Linked DNA regions of Mus musculus: region 1 is linked to region 2. A link is a contact called in public HiChIP or PLAC-seq data. All regions are on one chromosome and are shown on one strand. The core of a region is the stretch at or near the end of the contact, and the rest is flanking DNA. Distances in the headings are between cores, read along the strand shown.

Evidence for each region. HiChIP or PLAC-seq counts read pairs in DNA pulled down with a chosen protein or histone mark.
Region 1: a contact with region 2 is called in an H3K27ac HiChIP or PLAC-seq map of extraembryonic endoderm stem cells. The contact joins the enhancer-like site here to the promoter of Fhl2 in region 2. A contact is called at or near these places in 1 of 39 promoter capture datasets (the 3T3-L1 cell line), 2 of 15 datasets of contacts at CTCF or cohesin (CD8 T cells and the NIH/3T3 cell line), 18 of 484 Hi-C or Micro-C datasets (the HL-1 cell line, the HPC-7 cell line, cardiomyocytes and 11 more), 10 of 115 datasets of contacts at active chromatin or transcription factors (CD8 T cells, cardiomyocytes, embryonic fibroblasts and 5 more) and 3 of 9 other capture datasets (adipose tissue, liver and pancreatic islet).

The regions. Positions count from the first base shown.
Region 1 is chr1:43,201,480-43,207,323 of GRCm38.p6, forward strand. No RefSeq gene overlaps it. Among named protein-coding and RNA genes, the nearest start is that of Fhl2, 40 kb to the left of the region's middle. Within about 2 kb of position 2,017, at least 30 of the 459 cell types and tissues checked have an H3K27ac peak or open chromatin away from gene starts, as enhancers often do. A contact at or near this core is called in extraembryonic endoderm stem cells, morula, pancreatic cancer cells and 1 more, where this site is marked.
Region 2 is chr1:43,160,153-43,166,277 of GRCm38.p6, forward strand. It overlaps Fhl2 (four and a half LIM domains 2), which reads right to left and starts at 3,809. Exons shown (of 6, transcript NM_010212.4): 1 at 3,550-3,809.

The sequences.
Region 1 (5,844 bases), core at 767-3,266, 40 kb after region 2:
TTTCTGTCCTTGTGTAGACACAAAGACAAAACAGTAGAAAAATAGCTGGTTTGTTTAAATCAGATCATTTCAGGTTGCCCTTTAGTATAAGGATGAAGGCAGAGGGAGTCATTACTACGCCCGCCGGTTAAAGCTGGCTGTTTGGAGAGTTTGGCTTTGTCTCTCAAGCATGGTATCTTCTTTGGTCAGATGAGCAGCTTAGTTTTAGCATGGTACTGTATCATGGTATGTGAATGACTATATCTTGATTTTCAGCCTCATTTGTGCAGGAAAAAGCATAGAGAGAGTAGACTGAGGAAGGAAAGTATATCCCACCTACCAGTCTGTGTAGGGATGGACCTCTATGGCAGAGTCTTCTGGAGAATTCCAGCCCCCCTGTCTGTACACTTGGATAGTTTGCCATGAAATCATGAAATCCTCTTCTCAGTCCATCAGCTAACTATCTATAGTGCTTCTCAGACAGGCTGAGCTGATCCATGCTGGACCATGCAGCTTCAGCACTAAACCCATCTGGAGCTGTCAGCACCATTACGGTAGTCATCACTCAGGGCTCTTGCCATGGCCTTCAGCAACCCCCCCCCCCCCCCCCCCGTTTCTCCTCTCACCATAGGTCACACTGACCATTGACTGCCATGGCCAACTTTGAGAGTCTGTCACTGTTGCTCTTTGCTCTGGGGTGGGTAGATAGTGGTTGAGTTCCTTCTGTGACCCTGATACCATAGCTCCCTGAGTCTGCCCAGCTAGTAACTGGGTCCCCTGTCCATTGCCCATCAGGAGTCTGTTCTTCTTGTCAGTTCTCAGGGTCAGTAGATTCACATCTCTCCCCTTCCTTTCCTCTCTTTCCTTGTCTGTTCCTGTGACTGCCCTTCCTCTTCACCATCCCCAAGGGCTGGGTGTGGTGTTAACAATGCTCCTGGCTCCCAGCCTAATGAGTTGGGTGTCTTTTGCTAGGGCTCAGAATACCACAGCAGTTTTGGCTTTGTTTTTTGCTGAGTGTTCTGAGTGAAAGGAGACCTGAATTCCTTAGAATCCAGGTTTCTCTGTCCTTCTGGCTTTCTGTTTCTCACCTCATAATCCTCCCCAAAGTAAGTCACAGAAACCAAAATTTCCCTTCTCTACTGCAGATCATAAGAATCAGACCTCCTCTTCCCCACACGAAGTCATGAAGCATAGGAAGGCCATTATCTTCCGTCTTTCTTCCCTCAAGCGCCCTCATTACAGAGGAATCCTGCCCCACATCTGCAGGCTAAAGGAAGGAAGGCTGCACAGAGCTATCTGGAGGAGTCCTGGTCTGAGCAGACATGCCTGGCTGGGTTTCCGCTCCATCTCTTTCCCTTAGCTCAAACTCCCATCTGGTCACATCTCAACACAGTGGTCTCTGCTTCACAAACTTAAGCATAAATGGATTCTTTTCCCTAGCCTTTGGGTCTTGGCTTCTGAAGGGCCAATATCATGTAGTCATGAATCTACCATACTTCTCTCTGGCTAACCTGTCCTTTCTTACAGGAGAGCCAGATATGACTCCGGTGATGAATGGAGGAAAGATCTCCTTATCATTGTTGCTCTTCTATCTATTCAGATGTGTGTGTATGCGTGTGCGTGTGCGTCTTGGGGGCAGGGGTTGGATTCATACTTAGTGACTCAAGAAGAGAGACAAGCCAGGGAGCCTGAGGATGAGCTAAAGGGGAAGAAGAGCAGGGTGCTGGGCCAAGAAGCCTGGAGGCAAGGTTGCTAGGAAGGAATGTATCATGTTTTGTAAGCAGAGAAGAGCAAAGGTAAAGGAAAAAGCTTTATGGTTTTCAAGGAGGAAGTTTGCCGATGTGGGACCAAGGTGAGTCTGGGTGCAGAGCCGAGTGAGTGGCTTAGGAAATGTTTCACCCACCAGATGTTTATCTGCAGAAACCAGGAGAAAAAGTCATGCTCCAACTGGCTGCTGAGACTACTACCTAGCCGTTCTGTCTGCTTTTACTGATAGCTCCGTGTAAACAGTTCTTCTGCACTTCCCAGAACAATGACTGGGAAGGTGGCTGCAGAAATGCCTGCTGTGTAAACACGCTCCTGCTTCTCTGGAAAGTCTCAGCCTGAAAAACAGCACTAGCTTTTCCTGCTGTGACAGAGTCCAGGCACCTCTTTCTTTTAAGTGTGGTTTGGCCAGAACTCCCTTGGATGTGGACAAGAGCCCAAGTATCTTCTCAAGCAAGAAACTCAGACTGGGGGTCTCTGGTATCCTAAATCATCACACTCTTGGGGGGCCTTAGAGGGTGATAGCCCTCTGTGCAGGCTTCCTCATCCTCTCCTGCCCTCCTGGCTGCCACCTTTCATTCTTTCTGTAGTGGTTTGAGTAAGAACGACACCCATACGCTCATGTATTTGAATACTTATTCACCAGGGACCGGCAGTATTTGAAAGAATTAAGAGGTGTGGCCTTGTTGGAGGAAGTGTGTCACTAGGGTGGGCTTTGAGGATTCAAAAGCTGAAGCCAAAGGATCAGGGTGCTGCTTTGCTCCAACACCATGCCTGCCTATGCGCTGCCATGATAATAATGGACTAGCCTCTGAAACTGCAAGCAAGCCCGTGATTAAATGCTTTCTTTGATAAGAAGTGCCTACGTCGTTGTGTCTCTTCATAGCAATAGAACAGTGACTAAGGCAAGCTATAGAGAGACTTCCCCAACATGGGTCATAGAATCCAGAATCTCCTTCCTCCACAGCTAGCTGCTTGTCCACATAAGAGCTGTCTATTAAAAAAAAATTCTCTGACCTATAGCATAATAATCGATCCCAAGACACCCCCACCCAGTTATAGAAAGAGTTCTGCCCCGCGTCTAGGAGAAAGAAATGTTGCACAGAGACACCAAAACTCTGGACAGCCAGGATCTGCCAGCCCCTTTCCCCAGGTCTATTCCACCAGCTCAGAATCCTCTGCACAATCACATTTTACATGGCACTTTTGACTTTGCCAACTTAAGCACCAAAAGGGATTGTTTGCCCCTTCTTTCATCCGGAGGCTTCCATGCCGTATGGAACTGTGATCAAATACGTTTGTTACTTTTGTTGGATTTCTGTCTTGTTGACAAATGCATGAGAGAAACCACTAAAGAGAAGAAACGTTCAGCTTTGCTTATTGTTTCAGGGGTTTCAGTCCGTGGTCACTGGGCCCCATCATTTTGGATGTTTGTGATAAGACAGAACACCCCAGGGAGAACATGGGGCGCAGTCAAGATGCTTACTTCCTGGGACACAAAAAGAGAGATTGGTACAGGGTCTAATTACTATACCACTCAAGATAAGAACTTCAATGGTCTAACTTCTTCCACGGGTTTCATCTCCTAGATAGAGGTGCCATCGTTTCCCACCAGAGTCATCAGCTTGGGCATTTAATACTCAATACAGTTCTAGATATTGTGGCATTGATCTGTAGTCTTCCCACTGGGGAAGTTGGGCCAAGTGCTTGTGGTCAGCCTTAGCTATATAGTGATATACTGTCTAAAACAAAACACAAGATAAAAAAATGAAACTAAACAACCAAACCGCACACACACACACACACACATACACACACACACACACACACACACACACCACCACCACCACCACCACCACCACCACCACCACCACCACAGCAGCAGCAGCAGCAGCACAGTGGATGCTCACAGTTAGTATCACCCCAACATTACAAATGTGGTGAACCCTCATTTTCCATTCCCATCCAATCTGCTTTTAAAGACATCATCCACACCAATTTATGTGCCTGGTAACAGCTCAGGAATAAATTTCCCAAAGTTCCTGATGTTCTGAAGGTAATCAGATTTTCTTTTCTTTTAATTAATTTTAATAGTTTTATCGTTGGAGAATTTCATTCATACATATAATGTACTTTAATAAAACTCACCCCATTCCCTCCTTTCCAAGGTTCCCTCTATCACACCCAGCACTTTCTCTTGTAAACCTCATGTGCTCTTTTAAAAACCCATTGAGTCCACTTAGTGCAACTGCCTGTATGCATATGGATGTATGACTGTCTACTAGAGCATGGGTAACTTTCAGTCAGAAAACTGACTCGAGCAGCCATCTATTGTCTCTTCCTCAGCTAGGGATGGTACTTCACAAGTCCCTTCCCCCACGTGTCCTGTGATTTTTGGCTGGCTTGATCTAGTGCAGGCCTTGTGTATACAGTCAAAGCCACTGTGAGTTCATGTATACAACGGCCCTGTCATGTCTGGAAAACATTCTTTTGTTATGGTCCTCCACAAGCTCTACCTCTTAAAATTGTTCCACTTCCCATTCCATGAAAATCCCTGATCCCTATGGGGGGAGAGGATGTGATTTGTATCCCATCCAAGGCTCAGCACCCCACAGTCTCTTGTTCTTTGCCCATTGAAAGCTTGGAGATTTCTATGTTAGGTCATCTTCTTCAAAAAGAAGCCCTTCTGATGAAACGTGAGAGATTCATAAGTTTGTGAGTACTAAGATAAGTACATGGGGGCAGTTATTTCTATGTCCATTTAGCAGAATAATGCTAATAGGTTCTTCCCTAGTTTATGACTTCCCTGGCTGTAAGTTCTTGGCTCATGTGAATCTATGTTTTTTGGTTTTTTTTGTTTTTTTTTTTTTGGTTTTTTTTTCTTTGGTCAGATAGTGAAAGATCAAATGGTGACAAGTTATATAGCCCAGTGAGGAACAAAGAGGGAGCTGAGAGTGGGTTGAATGTTTTCCTGTATAAACTAACCAGAGTTTGTACAAGAACCATTCTTAGGAGCTAGGGTGAGCATGGTCTAGATATGAGTGCCTGCCCAGGGCACTAGGTTCCATCTGCAAGAAAGAGGGAGTGGGGTGGGAGGGGAGGGAGGGATTCAGGGATGAGGGAGCGAGGGAGAAAGAGAGGGAAAGAGAAGGATCCAAAGAGGAGAAGGAAAAGGAGGAAGAAGAAGAAGAAAGGAAGGAGAAGGAAGAGGAAGAAGAAAAGGAGGAGGAGAAGGAAGAGGAGGAAGAAAGTCAGTCAGGTCTTGGATCTTGGCTATCATTGTAAATAATGATCATAATCAGGTCAACAGACTATAATTTTAGAATCGTTTAAAAACCATCATCGAGAAAAATTTAACCCACTGAAGAGATATTAGAGAGCTGCTTTGCTGCCTTTCATTGGATTATATCTAGTCAATGGAAGGAACCAGTATCAATTAAAAAGCAGGAGAGTAATGGCAGGTCCTCAGGAGCCTAGAACCTGCATCAGAAGAACTTCAAGTTGAAAGTGTCCTACTTCAGGTAATACCTCTTTGTCCCTAAGTCCTGAAGGGCCATGGTTTCAACAGTGCCCACAACAGGTTCCTGTGCTGTTCCTTATTCATTTCTCTAAGTGATGACCTTACCTTTGTTCCTTGGTTTAAAGGATGCTACAATTACCTAGGTTGATCTTAATATTCAGTATCACACCATTGAGAAATGGATTTTTAAGAGGTGATTAAGTCATGGGCAACCTTTCCTCATGAATGGATTAGTGGCCTGATAATGAGTGGGTTTTTCATAAAGGCTTGTTTAGCCCTTTTGATCTCTCTCAGATGTCCCCTTAGCATGATGCATTGCCTTCTTACTACATGTTATGATTGAGCACTTGTGAACCCATGACCTTGGTTTTCCTAGCTTCCAAAACAGCAAGCCAAGACAACCTCTGTTGCTTGTAGATTTCTCATTCTATGATATCCCGTGTCAGCAGCTGAAGGACCCTGCTCCAACTTCCCTGGTAGAGACATGTTCCCCTCACTCAGTCTGTGCTCACTGACCCACAGTCTTCCTAAGGGCAGCACTATCTTATACCAAAAGATCAAAGTGATTGCAAGACAAGATT
Region 2 (6,125 bases), core at 2,559-5,058:
GCAAAACACAGTCTTCTGATCTATCCTTGGATTATTCAATAAAGAAAGCAATAAATGCCAAGTTTCTGATCTAAAGTCTACAGATACAAAGATAGCTATACATTTTGTTTTTATGTGCTTCAGACTTCTTAATCCAGCCAAGAGAATGCCCTGAGTAACCAAATGTAATATGCCCATACCTTGTTAGTCACTGGGAAAGTTGAGGTCAAGGGTGCTCTCTAAAGGAGCCCCAGCCTGAGTCTTTCTCCAAGCCTTCTTTAAGATCCCATCACAACAGTTATTCTCAAATCTCAAAACATTCTTGTTCTGTCTCCTCAAGACAACCTGGTGTATGAAGCCCCAAAGGGCAGGCTGCTTCAAGTCTTGCTTTTGATGGAGGGAGATTGCACCAGATGGCTCAAACACTGCTTTCTAGGGTATGAACAGGTGAGTGGTCTGTCTCTCTCTGAGGTACAAGTCACTGGCAGGTTGGTCTTTATTTGCCTGGCTTCCGAATCCCAGCCCCACCATCTTACATAGGCATCCACTGACCTTTTCCGTTAGCCTCTCCCACTCCACGAACAACTGCCCTCTTCCTTTTCATGGCAGCCCTTCTCTCTTGTGGTTCTGCCCCAGTGTTCTACATCAATATCCCACCAGTAGAGGCTGGCATACCTCCTTCCACTCACCTGCTGATTGCATAACTCAACTGACTCCAGAGGTCCCATCAAGCACAGGTCTGTATCCTCTTTGACCCACAGTCTAGGTATAATGGCAAATTATATTTACTGGCTCCAAGAACACTTCCTAGTATCCTAAACTCTGCAGCTTTGTGTTCAGGTTGGTTTACTTAACTCATAGTTCTAGAGATTCAAGGACCTCACAGAGGAGGTAGAGGAAGAGAGGTCACATTGCCAAAGGAAGTAGAGGCTGAGATATATGAAGGAACCCCATTTCCTCCCAAGGATGGCCCTTCTGCTATCTAGAGTTTCTCTCTTAAGATTTATTTCTTATGTGTAGTATATATCTGTATGAGTTTGTGCACTGGATCCAGAAGGAGATGTGAGATCTCTAGACGCAAAAGTTACAGGAAATTATGAGTTGTGAGCCAAACTCAGACCCTCTGTAATTACTCTTAGCTGCTGAATCATCTCTGTTGCCCCCTAGACTCCACTTTTTAAAGGCCCTATCTCCCAACATGTACACAAGGATAACTAAACTTACAACACATGAGTCTCGGAGAAAAAAATCATATCCAAATCACAGCTGTGTACAAATGGGGAAGGTATTATGGGTTTGAATCAGAATGATGTCATTTGCACATATGTTTGACCATATGTTCACCAGGGAGTAGAACTCTTTGAAAGGATTAGAAGAATTAGGAGGTATGGTCTTGTTGGAGGAAGTTTGGGGTTTTGAGGTTTTAAAGCCTATGTCAAGCCAGATTCTCCTTGCTACCTGTGGATCCTGATATAGAACTGTCAGCGACTTTCCCAGCACCATGTCTGTGTGCCACCATGTTCCCTGCCATGATGACAATGGACTAAGTCTTCAAAACTGTAAGCAAGCCCTCAAGTAAATGCTTTCTTTGATAAGAGTTGGCTTAATCAAGACGCTGACTTAGACATAGTGTGTCAGGCTAGGTTGTCAGTCCTTAGCGCAGGGCAAGGGTAGAGTCCAGGCTTCTTGGCCTTCTGAGTTGTGTTTGTTTGCTTAGTTTGTTGGTTTTTGCTTTTTGTTTTTGGTGTGTGTGTGTGTGTGTGTGTGTGTGTGTGTGTGTGTGTGTGTGTGTACTGCTGGGTATTTCTGTCTACAGTTGAGATATCACTCAGTATTGAAGGGGTTTGTCAATCTTGAGTTGAAATACTGGGTATAGAGCCTCAACCAAATATGCATTCAATGTGTCCCAGTAAAGAACAGAGGTCAGAACTTAGATATCAAGCTATCTGGAGGCAGCTCTCAGGGCCACAATCTACGAGCTGGGAAACTGCTCAACAAATTTACTTCGATTTTTTTTTTTTTATCTGTTAACAAGAGGCTTTAAAATCTACACATACTGCTTATACTATGCAGGAGTTATCTGGTTCTCAGGGAGGAAACTGAGGCACCTGCTCCAGGTACATCTGCCAGCTAAACATTCTGCACCCGTCCATGCCGTGCCTGTGAGGCTGGACTGTAAGGAGGCAGAACAAAAAGAAGCCACAAGGGGGGTGGGGGGTAGTACTACATAGTGTTCCATCAAAAACTAGGAGTGAAGGGAATCTGAAAGAAAGAATGAGGGGGAAAATGATTTAAATCTTGTTTTTAATAAACTTTAGTTGGGTTGGGAATTCTGAAACTTAATGCAAATTGTTTTTTATGGTGGCAGGGTGTTGGTGGGGAGGGAGGATCACCATGGCTGCAGCATGTGGTAGGTTACTCCTGGGATTGCAACACTTTGGGGGCTGAGCACCAGTTTGAGGCTACCGGGGATGATGGTACTGTAAATCCCAGGCTTTCCTGGCTACAGAATGAAGCTTTATCCCAAACAACAACAACCGAAACAATCACCACACATACAGCCACACCAACAAACACCCTTTCTTTAGATCTCTCTACACTACTGCAAAATTGGCTACACACAAGCCAAGTAGTACCGCAACATGAGACACATCTAGAGCAGTATTTTGAAGACAATCTCGTGCTAAGTCCAAATTATAGTTAACTACATCCCAAAATATGCGTAAGAAAGTGCATGCCACAAGTTGGCTTCACCGAAGACAGCTGTAGACTTCAAAAAAATGCCAGCTTTGTTGAGTTCCAGAGACACAACTGAAGACTATCCAGCAAATATGGCTAGTTCTTCACTTAAGATCAGAAAAAAAGCATTTCAAGACTTTCTTTCCACAAGACTGAAATCTATCAGAATTCTTTTCATTTAAAAGTGTTGTTTTTCTCCCCCCCCCCCCCCCCCGCCATGGCTCAGGTTTTAGTTTGGGTGGTTAGTCAAGATGTGTGGTCACAGGCAAACTCCCACTTCTTCTCAAAGGAAATGCTTGGCTATCCACGTGCTGACCAGCCTGTCACCTCCTTTCCATAGACTTCAGGGACCAGTTCCACTTCATCCCCCGCCCCCCGGGGGGGGGGTTTGCCTGTGGGCAGTTCATTGTCTCCCACCACCTGGAAGTGATCCACCCCTACAGGGCTGCAACCCTCCCTCTGGACATCAAAGGTCCCTCCCCACCATTTCCAAATTCGGCTCTCCTATGCTCAGGTTCTCCAACACTCATGATTCTGGTCCTCTCTGCCCCGCATCTGCTCTTCCTGGGGGTGTCTTCCTGTAGATCAACTCTCAAGTCCTGAAGTCTCCCCTCAAGCCTTCCCCCAAGCGCCCTCCCCCACCACATTTCCGATTCACTGTCGCCCCTTCATCTCCCTCCCCTTCATTTCGAGTCCTCATCCTAAGTATGCCCAGCTACGCTCTCCTCTCTCCCGGATCTGTCCTCTCCGTTCTGGGTCCCCATCCCGAGTGTCCCCTGCAAATAGGGCTCTCCTATCGCCAGAACCTGTTCTCTCCGTTTAGGTCCCTACCCTGATGCTGTCTGCACAGCTCTGCTCCGGTCTCCTGGGTCTCCGCCCCACGGTCCGAGTGCGCTGGCCACAGGCTCTCGACGCGTCCTAGGGCAGCGGTCTGGTGGCGATCCTTGTGTCCCAAGCAGGGCTGTGGCCTGGGCGGCCGCAGTAGTACTCGCGCGGTGGGGCCGGGGTCTAAGGGAACCCAGCGGACTGTGGACCGGTGGCGGTGGCGGCTCAGCGGGCGGAGTGCAGCAGGAGCTGCGCCCGCCCTCGAGAACCCCCGCCGAGTCATTTGACCATATAAGGACACACGCGCCCGGGCGGCGGGCTGGGCGCGCTGGCCAGGAGAGCCAGGCGCGGTAGCGAGCGCCCCTCGGCAGCCAGCCGGTCGTCGTCTGTTCCCCTGATGACGCTACCACAGACCTTTTGTTTGACTTAACCTCCTTCCTTGCTTCCTGGTGTTTGGCTCACACGGTCAACCCTCGCTGCGTCCTGGCCTTGGCTCCAGGGCTAGTTGCTATGCAGTGCAGAGAGCTGTAGCAGCTGACACCCAAGGGCGAAATGACATGGGGCTACTGTCACCAGGACACGTCCGGGTTGCGGGGTCCTGCCTGAGTGCAGCCTGGTGCAAGCATGGATGGGTCATTTGCAGATTTGGGGGAAGGAACTATGTGTGTGTGGTGCACACAATGACATGGTAGCCTTCTGCGCCTTACCTTGCAGACACTTTCCATCATGGAATGAACCAAACCGATGACCTAGAGAATCATTAATTAGTTCCACTAAGGAGCTCACTGATAGAAGGCCCTTTGCCCAACACTCAAGGCTAGAGAACTGTTGAACATTCAGTGGCTCCCTCTGGGAAAAAAGAAAACACTGGTCTTAATGTGTCCTTCACACTCTGAAGGACAAGATCCTCTGCAGAGTTGGCCTTTAAAAGGGGCACGGGACACTGTTCAACACAGTGTTGGGAGGCATACGGTATCCTCATGCCCAGGAAAGCCAGCTTCCTCTCTTGAGCAAATGAGTCCATATGCGGGCACGGTAGAAGATGGGCATGTGGAGAAGCAATGAAGGCCTGGGGTAGTGACTTGTCAGTGTTGTGAGGTGACAGAAGCCACTTGATGAAGGGATTCGCTTGGGTGCAGGGTCTGTGAAGGGATCTAGTTGGTCATCACTGAGATGGTATGGCCACTGGAAGGATGGGAAGTGGCTGGCCACATTTCCTTCTCAGCCAGGACACAGAGAGAAAAGAGACTGGTGCTCAGCTTCCTCTACCCAGCTCTTGAGAAGTGCTGTCCACCTTGGGGGCCAGTCTTTCCTCCTCAGTTAAACCTCTCTGGAACTACCACAAAAATTCTTCTAGAGGTGTGTCTCCTAGGTGATTCAAAACCCAGTCAAATGGACAGTGAAGAACCATCACTGGTCGAAGCTGTTTCCATCATTCGAGGGGAGCTGAAGGCAACACGTTTTCCAGTAAAGGCAGGAAGAACTGTGTGGTGGCTTTCTTCTGGTTGATACTTCCTGATTGGTGTCACTGGAGGGTCTCCGTGGTGGAACCTCAGAACTTGAGAAACAAGGGTGTTAGAATAACTGCCACGCAGTCAACATTAGCTACCTCTGGCCACTCCAGGGATCTTCAGGCCCTTTTGGTAAAGTTAGTTATCTCAATTAAATGATGAGGACTCTAGATGAGGTGAAGAGTTTCAGCTGAGATTTGCACTGATGTCTATGAGCTAGCAAGGCCATGAGAATATCTTAAAGGATGAGAAATTCTTAACTCCCGTCATTCACTCGGGTGACTCCCTGGAGTTGACACTTTCCTCAGAGGAGAGTGAGCAAGCTGAGGTGGGACACAGGAAATCCATCCCACTCCTGTCCCCATCTTGCAATTGAGGGATAACCTAACTAAATTCCCACTGATGGTCAAGGTACACTCTATCTTGGATTCAAAGTAAAGGGTACGTAGACAGGCTAATGGCTCTGAGGCTACTCAAGTTAGCTTTCTTATATGTAAGAGCTACAAACTGCAAAATGGTCTCATGATGGTGAGCCTTCAGCCTCATTTCTAAAACTCAGGTTCAAAGAGTAACAAAACGCCGATTCTATATTTACCCTTTCCTGTTTTGTTTTGTTTTGCTGTTTAAATTCTGTGAGTTATGCATTAGCTCTTATTCTTATTGAGGTAATTAGTTGTATAAATTTTCTTCTACTAACTACAATATCTGTGCGACATTGATTGTTATGTTGCTTTCTTTTTTTTTTTTAAGGTTTATTTATTTATTTTATATGAGTACACTGTAGCTGTCTTCAGACACATCAGAAGAGGGCAACGGATCCCATTACAGATGGTTGTGAGCCACCATGTGGTTGCTGGGATCAGGACCTCCCAGAAGAGCAGTGAGTGCTCTTAACCTCTGAGCCATCTCTCCAACCCCCCTATGTTGCTTTCTTAATTAAATGTTCTGTGATTTATTTTTGTATTTTCTTTTTGACATTAGAGAGATATGAAATAACCTCAATGATCACGTGGTCAGGAAAATCCAGTCTTTCAAAGCAGACTTACCCATTTCTACAAATATGCTGAGGAA